Regions from separate parts of the Xenopus tropicalis genome. Here region 1 is linked to region 2. The links are chromatin contacts, called in public Hi-C maps. All regions are on one chromosome and are shown on one strand. The core of a region is the stretch at or near the end of the contact, and the rest is flanking DNA. Distances in the headings are between cores, read along the strand shown. Region 1 holds the start of osr2 (protein odd-skipped-related 2). Region 2 overlaps vps13b (vacuolar protein sorting-associated protein 13B).

The links. Hi-C and Micro-C count contacts between places; a contact is called where the count stands out from the background.
Region 1: a contact with region 2 is called in a Hi-C map of neurula embryo, with 2.1 times the contacts expected there. The contact joins the promoter of osr2 here to the enhancer-like site in region 2. A contact is called at or near these places in 2 of 5 Hi-C or Micro-C datasets (gastrula embryo and neurula embryo).

The regions. Positions count from the first base shown.
Region 1 is chr6:128,947,237-128,951,967 of UCB_Xtro_10.0, reverse strand. osr2 (protein odd-skipped-related 2) reads left to right here and starts at 3,463. Exons shown (of 4, transcript XM_004915139.3): 1 at 3,463-3,807.
Region 2 is chr6:128,798,571-128,803,483 of UCB_Xtro_10.0, reverse strand. All of the region lies in intron 16 of vps13b (vacuolar protein sorting-associated protein 13B), which reads left to right. Among named protein-coding and RNA genes, the nearest start is that of vps13b, 81 kb to the left of the region's middle. Within about 2 kb of position 1,658, at least 1 of the 11 cell types and tissues checked has an H3K27ac peak or open chromatin away from gene starts, as enhancers often do. A contact at or near this core is called in neurula embryo, where this site is marked.

The sequences.
Region 1 (4,731 bases), core at 2,214-4,713, 150 kb before region 2:
CACAGATATACAGAGACACACAGATATACAGAGACACACACAGATATACAGAGACACACAGATATACAGAGACACACACATAAAGTTATTCCATTCAGGTACACAAACACACACACAAGCACACTCACACTCATACTCATATATATACAGTCAATTAAGCAGAACAGCACACAATCCCTCACACTCACTCACTCACTCAGTGACCCACATCCCACATCTTTTTTATAGCACAGTAGCTATAGGACTATATATGGGACTGAATATCCTGACCCTGCGCTGGTAGAACCTTATGTACAGTGATGTATATACACTACACACACATCTATATCTCTCTATATATACATACACACACATCTATATCTATATCTCTCTATATATACATACACACATCTATATCTATATTTCTATATATATACACACACACACATCTATAGCTATATCTCTATACATACATACACACACATCTATATCTATATCTCTATATATACATACACACACATCTATATCTATATATCTATATATATACATACACACACATCTATATCTATATCTCTATATATACATATACACACATCTATATCTCTATATATACATACACACACATCTATATCTATATCTATATCTCTATATATACACACACACATCTATAGCTATATCTCTATACATACACACATTGCAGCGCTATATATAGGTAGCAGTTCCATAGCTGGGAGTATATTGCTATATATGGAGCGCTGGGGCGCAGAGATTGAGTGGAATTATCCCTATTTAACATATAGCTTGCCCCTACCCACTGTAACTATTCACACCCTGTATAACAGATAAATATCTTCTTTTCTTCACTGTTATAACCCACTCCCTGTGCAATTTCAGATAGGTCTGTTTGGGGGTTAAATCGAATATAAAAAAAGTCGGTTTCAGACACTTGGACCTTGTAACCCCTGCGAGAACCCCCTACCCCATCCATTTCTCCTCCTCTTTACCCCCATCCCACCCCTCATTCCCACGCAAGAAAACTCGCAAGCAACATTCTCATTTGCCATTCAATAAAGGGAGAATCGTACGAGCCCAGTTTGTAGAATTTCACCTGCAGTTTCGTCTGATTATTCGTTTGTTTAATCGCTGAGTTTGAAACCTAATGAAATCTCCAAGCTCAGCTTCTCTTCTTCCTCTCTCATTCTCTTCCTATTCCCCCTCTCTGCCAACGGTGCGGCCAGTCAGTCCCACTCAGCGCTGCAGCACCAGACTAGAGAATAGACATAAACTATAACTGCTGCATTCATAGCTGAGTGTCGCTGTAGGAAAAAGGAACATTTAATTAATATGGCTTGTGGTTATGAAGAATCATCCGATTAAATTACTGAGAGAACGCACATTCTTGTACATTATGTAATAGGAAATGCAACAGAGCTAGAAACGAGTCCAGCCTGCCCTGCAACGGCAGCCAGAGAGTTAATATGAACACACACATATTTTTCTGATAAATTATTTCTGAAAAAATAATTTATCTTTACATCAAAATGTATAACGTTTCGAATAAAATAACCATATTCTTTTTCACAAATATTTGGGACCGATGACATTTTTTTCTGCAATGTATATACCCTCTGTAAGTGTTTACACGCCGCCCACACATTTACAGTTGCATATAACTATATATAACCGGGGGGAATGTATCTGGGGTACTTGGCTCTGGATACCAATCTGTGCAGCCAAATTAGAAAATAAGGCTGCTGCAAAGAAGTAAAGAAATATGTTGAGCTGAGATCTATACCCCCGGGTTAATAAGCTGAGCATGTATCTATAGAAGCGATTTCATCGCACAGATAACACAATATAAGCAGTATTCTCTGTTCAATGAATATTATGTGCAAAATGGGTGCCCTGGAATTGTCCCCATCCTTTGCTAAACCCCACTGTATTTCTGGGTGCTGATCTGTATTTGGAGATCTGTTATTAAAGTCCTTTCTGCCAGCCCAGAGGACATACATCGTATTAGTTCTCACACTACACTAACAAGTCCTTACAGAAATTAGAAGGCTAACACAATTGTCCCCCTACAAATCACAGTTTACATTAAATCAAATGTGTATTTTTTAGTATCTCTGTGCCACAACACGGTTGCACCAATATATACTATAACATTACTGCAGATTTTGCGGAAAATAAATTATTGAAATAAAATGCCAATAATTAAAAACGCCCAATGGAAATTACATGTACCCAGTATAAAAAAACAATAGCGTTTTTTAAAACTTCGTTTGGTAGCCTCCTTATTAACAATGTTCGTGGTTTTTGTTGGAAAATAATCCAATTTACAAATATTTCCTATGAAATCTCGATTCCTAAAACCATAAAAAATGCATGAACCCATTATTCTGTATGTGTGTTAGCATGTACATAATTATAAGTCTGTAACAAAATACAATATGTAATAATACGAAATATTTACCTGCGTGGCGTGTTTGTCGCTGTGTTACTCTGCGACAGCGTTTTCCAGTTTCCTACATCTCTACATGGTTAGGGAAAAATGTGCAACTATATTACATGCACATTATAATTTCACAGTAATTGTTGGAAAGGCGAACACATTACAATTTTGTTGAAATCTATAGAGAGTAATTGACCTGCTGCAGACATAGATGCAAGAAGCTGAGGAATCCTGGGGAAACATATGGTTTTACTGTGCGAGTTTGATGCGGTTACATTGGTTAGAATATGATATATTTAATTGCATTATCTGGGGAACGACATTAACCAGTTTTATCACTTTTCGACTCTCTATTAAGAGCTCATATGTAACTGTTAGATGCTGATTAATGATGTTAGTGGGGATTATGCACAAGTGCAGTCTCTAAAAAACCCCTGGGCTCCCACACCCCCTTATAAATGATATGTAAGAGATCATTCCTAGGGGAAATTCTGCATTTAATCAGCTATATTCACTTATGTGTGATACACACACGGACACCCACTGAACAAGGATTAGCAACAACAACAAAAGTTATTCTGTAATTAGTCTCATTAAATGTTCATTAAAAAAGGGCAGTGTTGCTTGACTTGTTACAAAAATATGAAGAAAACTTTTTGAAATAATAATTCCGACTAAGCATTTCCACATCTTCCCGCCTCCCATGGCTAAATGAAGTCTATTCTACGTTTAAGTATAAATAGCTTCTCCCAGGAAATATTAGTGGTATAAAGATGTGACTTTTATGTATATATAGAAACTATGGAGGTGGATTTCTAAAGGCAAAGGGCACTTTAGGTTGAGTAGTGCGGAAAGCAGAATTTCCCCTTTAAAACTCAGTTGCTATCCAAACACAAGTAAACACTCAGCGCAGGGAAGAGAGGGCGCAGCGAGAGGGGGCGGGGCCACAGCGAGAGGCAACTGTAGAACGTTCCCATGAGTGGGAGGGGCGGCAAGGGGGAGGCGTGGCTAAAAGTCCAAGGCACAGAGAGCTGAAATGTGATGGATCTCAGAGGCTGCCCTCAGAGTTGCACTAAACTTTGTAAGGGGAGAAGCAGCAGAGAGGGAAAGGGGAAAGTGAGAGCCAAAGGGACAGAGCTGTAACCCCAGGACTGATCTCTCACTGTTACAGTAAAGCTCCCCCTGCACCCACTCAGCACCCACTCAGCCCGACCTACCGACCGGCATGAATCCTTCCACTGGCCCAAGAGAATGGAAGCTTTTCTGACTCTCCATGGTGGGCCCATTGCTTGGAACTAATGAAAAGGCAGAGAAATTGGTGGTCTGTTGTGGACATATTGGACTAAACACGTCTCCTGGGTATCAGCCTCCTGTAGGTAGGTACCTCTACAGCCTTCCTTCCCAATGGCACCTCTGCAAGGGAGCTTTGCTTTCAGTCTCTGCATGAGAGTGTGTGTGTTTGTCTATGGTGCACAATAGTAAGTGTATATTTGTGTACAATGTACCTGTGTATGTGTCAGAGAGACCAGGGTGTAAATGTGTGTGTAAAGGTGTATCTGTACCGTGTGTGTGTGCAACAGTAGGTGCTTGTGTGTGTGTTATAGTGTACCTTTGTGTATCCGGGTAAGAGGGAATGTGTGTTCCTGTGTGTGTGTGTGTGTGTGTGTGTGTGTGTGTCTCTGAGTGTATTTGTAGGCTTGTAAGTGTGTGTGCGTTAGAGTGTTTAACTATGTGTATGTTAGTGTGTGTGTATGTTAGTGTTTGTGTGTGTGTATGTTAGTGTGTGTGTATGTTAGTGTTTGTGTGTGTGTATGTTAGTGTGTGTGTATGTTAGTGTTTGTGTGTGTGTATGTTAGTGTGTGTGTATGTTAGTGTTTGTGTGTGTGTATGTTAGTGTATGTGTGTGTGTGTGTGTTAGTGTGTGTGTGTGTGTGTGTGTGTGTTAGTGTGTGTGTGTGTGTGTTAGTGTGTGTGCAAGTCCAGGCGAATGTGCAGTGTATGTGCCGGTCAGTTTGTGTCTGTGAGGGAACATGGCATAGGGTGTAATAATAGACTTATTAGAGAGAATTCTGCAAAATACAGTAGAAAATGCACAGAAAGCAGCCGGCTTAGTTGCATGCGAGTGAGTCGCTAAACATGAATACCCGGCTTTGCTAGACCCCCAGATGCTACGGAAATCGGAGCCCACCATTGCCTCACAGGGGTATCCATACCCTGCCTCTCCGTATTGACTTGTGGGGCTTATTGAGGTGCTGGGGAGGCACTGGCTTGTTTAGTCGCTGCAGGAGATGCAGTTTAGT
Region 2 (4,913 bases), core at 409-2,908:
GGAATTTTGTAATTGGCTTTGTAAAATGCCTGCCTGTCAGTCGTGATTCATGAAATTGCCTGGATTTTTTTTCACAGTGAGCAGGGGTACATGTAAAGCAATTTATTTGGCACATGGGAGGATCATTTTTAATGGCACATTATGGTGCATATAATTGATGATTAGTTAGGGATCTAGTTATTAGATAGTTATCTCCTTAAGGCTTAATGTCATTGATGCAGGCAAGCAGCTTAAGCAGTTTTTTTCTGGAGTCATTATCTCTTGTAAGAAAAGTACAAGTATGGGACCTGTTTTCCAGAATTCTTGGGACCTGGAATTTTCCTGATAAGGGGTGTTTCCATAATTCGGATGTCCAACTTTTTGTTTTACTTGTGAGCCACATGCAGATATAAAAAGTGTTGGTGAGCCACACAAGCATAAATAAAGTTCTTTGGGGATGCCAAATAAGGGCTGTGATTGGCTGTTTGATAGCCTGATGTGGGCAGTTCTTGGAGTATAACCATGTGTTTGTGCTTCCAAAACTTGCCTCCAAGCCAGGAAATTAAAAATGGGCACCTACTTTGGGGCCACTGGGAGCAACCATAGAGGGGTGGTGAGCAACATGTTGCTCATACGCCACTAGTTGTGGATCACTACCTTAAGTCTTAAAAAAAAAATAATAATTTAAACTTTAATTAAACCCAATCAGGGTCAGACAAGGCTGGCGGGACAATGGGAAAAACCCGATGGGCTCTGCCGACCCAAACACAATCCCCGCCTGCCCTTCCCTGTTGCTCCCCTGCAACAGTGGCAAAGTAAGTATATGGTTTGTGTGCACGTGGGGGAGAGGGGGTTGGGGCTCCTGGGGTAGCAGCGCAAGTGGGCCTTACCCCAGTCTGACCCTAAACCCAATAGTATTGTTTTGCCTCCAGTAAAGATGGTTTTTTTATTAGTTAAGATCAAGTACAAGGCACTGATTTTTGTTAAAGGGAAAAAAGGAAGCATTTTTAAAATTTAAAGTTATTTGATCATAATGGAAACTATGAGAGATAATTTTTGGAGCTTTTTGGATAATGGGTTTCCAGATGATTTGTCGCCCGCGACAAATCTCCCTTGTCGCGGGCGACTAATCTCCCCAAAATGCCATTGACGAAAATGTAAATCGCCGGTGGGATGGCATACGCGGCGCCACGATTTCCCCGAAATCGCGGACTTTCCTCTCAAGGCAACTTCCGGGGAGATTGTCGCAGGCGACTTGTCTCCTCGTCTGCCAAAGCCCTAAAAGAGTAGCTTATAAATCTAATGATAACATTTGTTTTTTCCCCTGTACTATAAATGTTTTGCTGAGAGGGAGAAGGACACAGCACATTCTGTGTGTAAATGACCTGCTTTTTGACAGCAGACAGGGTAAAAAAAAGCTAATGTACTTGTTTGTTTTGTTATGGAGATGTTAAATGTTGCAGAGAAGGTGTCCCATTGCTGTTTGCTTTCACTAGATTGCAATTCCAGGCTGAAAGTCTCACGTGCTTGCTAAGCTTATCTACTGTCACTTCCTTGTTTGCTTTAAGGGTCACACTGTACAAAAGCTTTCATTAAATCTTATCTCCCAGGATGGATGATGCCCACTCCTTTGCATGCATATTAGCATCCTTGACACTGAAGAGATAAGTTAGTTGTAATTGCCTCAGCCCAGCTCACTATGTGGCGTAGCCTTCCTCCCCAGGCATGCAAGGGTCCGGCCTTTTCTCACTAGCACCTGATTTCTTTTGCAATCCTTAGAAAGAGATCAAAGCAAAAGATCAAGCGGGGTGTGCAGTATTAGAGCAAGTATGTAAAGCGGGCAGATTAGGTTCAGCCAATTGGTCATTATCTGCTGTCAGCTTCTGCTTATCCCTATATCTATGTTTGGAGTGTTCCAGGAGCTCTCTGCTACCAACAGAATGCTTACATATGCTTTGCCCAACCTCTTACATTGTCATAGAGGTCGTATTTATATCACTATGCTCACTGAATAAAATGTCAGTGATGTGCTAGGATCAAATAAAAATGATAAAACAATATACAGGGTGGGCCATTTATATGGATACACCTTAATATGGTGGGAATGGATGGCCCACCCTGTATAATTTAATCAACACACTAAAGTTTTGTCTGGGGCTAGCATGATTGGCCATACCTGCCCAGATAGTCAAGCAATATGGTTGTCAAACTGCCCGACCAGATCTGAGCATGTATTTGCAACCACTCTTTGTTAGCCTTGCCATTCCTCAGGTCTCAACACTGGTTTCCAATAGCTTTTAGAATACAATTCAAACAAATTACCCTGACCAACTCTTCCCTACCAAGTACCTACCAAACTGCATTATGAACTTCTGCTTCTAACTTTATACTCATTACCTCTTTACATACATGCATTTAAGAATCCTGTAGAGCTCCTTCTCTGGTAATCCCTCCCATATTTCATCAGACTTTAAATAATTTTTTTTTCTATCTTATTTCCATCCACCCTAGTTGTCCTTCATTATATACTGTATTGTCACGGCCACTTGCAAGTGCAATGCCACATCCATTACTTTGATCACTTTTGATTTTGCCAATCCCTGCAACATGTCTTATACCCCCTTCTTTGTTTTAGATTTTTGGCTCTTTTGAGTAGGTCCACCTTAACTCTGTATCAGTCAATATTTGTATGAAATCTGTATGTTTGATATGTATTCCCATCTATTTACAGCCCTGAAGAATGTATGTGTATTATAAATAAATGTTAAAGGGGGTGGCTCACTTTTAGTATGTTAAATAATGGCCTATTCCTAGCAAGTTTTAATTGGTCTTTCTTTATTTTTATATAAATATTTTTGTAATTATTTCCCTCTTCTGACTCTTTCCAGCTTTTAGATAGGGTTGATCCAACAGCCAAAAAAACATTGCTCTACAATTTTATTTTTATTGTTGTCTTTTATCACTTATCTTTCTTTTTAGGCCCTCCTCTACTCATATTCCTCTTGGGCCCTAGCAACTGTAAAACCACTGAACAAAAGAACAAAACACTACAAAAAGCACAAAAAACCCAAAACAAAGAACAATTACAAACTGTCTCAGAATAGGATTCTCTACATCCTACTAAAAGTTAAATTAAAGGTCTTCAACCTTTTCATAATATGAATATAAATGGTATAGTACAGGGGTGGGCAAATTTTTTCGCTCAGGGGCCACATTGACAGCCGGGCCGGGCCAGTGTTACGCCGTTTTCACTCGTCAGTCCCAGAGTCAGTCCCAGAGTCAGTCCCAGAGTCAGTCCCAGAGTCAGTCCCAGAGTCAGTCCCAGAGTCAGTCCCAGAGTCAGTCCCAGAGTCAGTCCCAGAGTCAGTCCCAGAGTCAGTCCCAGAGTCAGTCCCAGAGTCAGTCCCAGAGTCAGTCCCAGAGTCAGTCCCAGAGTCAGTCCCAGAGTCAGTCCCAGAGTCAGTCCCAGAGTCAGTCCCAGACGATGAGACTTGCTGAGTCGGCGGGCCGGATTAAACAGACCAAGGGGCTGGACGTGGCCCGTGGGCCGTAGTTTGCTCACCCCTGGTATAGTACATATATCCAGTGGAATTGTACAGAGAGCCTGAGGTGTTGCTTCTTGTGAGGGTTAACTCTTGTTGCGCTTGAAGTCAATGTGCTTTTGCATGGTTTGGTATTATGCCTAACTTTGAACTGTGGCGAACAGACAAAAGATAAGCTGTGTAAAATGAACTGATGAAAAAAGGTTTGACAGGAAAACAGGTGAAGAGAAATAATGTACTGCCTTTGCTCTAAATTGGTAAATCTGTAGCCGATTTCAAGCAGTCTTACAGCTTGTACTTTGATGTGACCGTCTGTCTTCAACTAGACCTGAATAATGTCTGCAGTTTATTTCTGATCCCCTTTTCACAGTCTTCTAATCCATTTCGTGCAGTTTTTCTGCAGCTTTAAGAATTTCCTGTAGCAGCGCAGTATGAAAAAGAATGGTCTTTCTTCAGGAGATTAACCCAACAGTTGGGAACTAATGCACACTCTCCTATGCATGATTTTTACACTGGATGGGCCCATTAACAATAAATGCACAAAGGTTCTTCTCCTTAATCCATACAGGTTTTATACATCTCACTCTCTTGAAATCCATTGCTGATCTTCTGTTAAATAACTATAAGAACCCGAGATATTTAAAGTTTAAGGACTAAAGGTATCTTACATTTTTTGTCTTTGCTTCAAGATTTTGTGAGATGGCTAAATATTTTGCTCTTGTATTCATAGTGAATGTTCAATATATTTTAAACTAAAGGGACAGCATACCTTTTTCGTCAACATTACTGCAATGAACAGGGTGTGTGCCAAACATACTTTTTTCCTGTTGTTTAATTACAAATTACCTATGTTTTTGTCATTTCTTGAGGGTAAAAAGAGCTTCTCCATTTTGGTCCTTGCAAGGTAGATAATCTGATTACTAGTATACAGGCCCCCTTTACTTTTTGTTGTGACTGTTTTGTTATCTGGAGCCCATTGTGCAGGGGCGGTTAGCAGTGCATTGTTACCAACTGAATTGTATGGGTTAAAGCAGTGGTACAAAACTGACCTTACATTTTCCTGTACGTATGCTGCGTTTCTTTAGAGAAGTATATGATTTGTATATTTTGGGACCCACCTTTGGCCTTTTTTAACATTGAATCTGCATTCAGCAAGTAGGAGAAATGAGCAAACCAATATGCTTGCTGGAAATAGATTAGTATTTTTATGTGCATGAAAGCGATGGTGAGCTGTTCTCAGTGGTCACTATGGGCTTCCTTTGAGAGCCGTACATAATGCTAATCTCAAGTTAAAATATTTAAACAGCTGTAGGACCAATGCCGTCTGAGTGATTATCTAAATGATAAATCAAAGCATAATGTTTAGAATTCACTTGGCCTTGCAGACTTGAT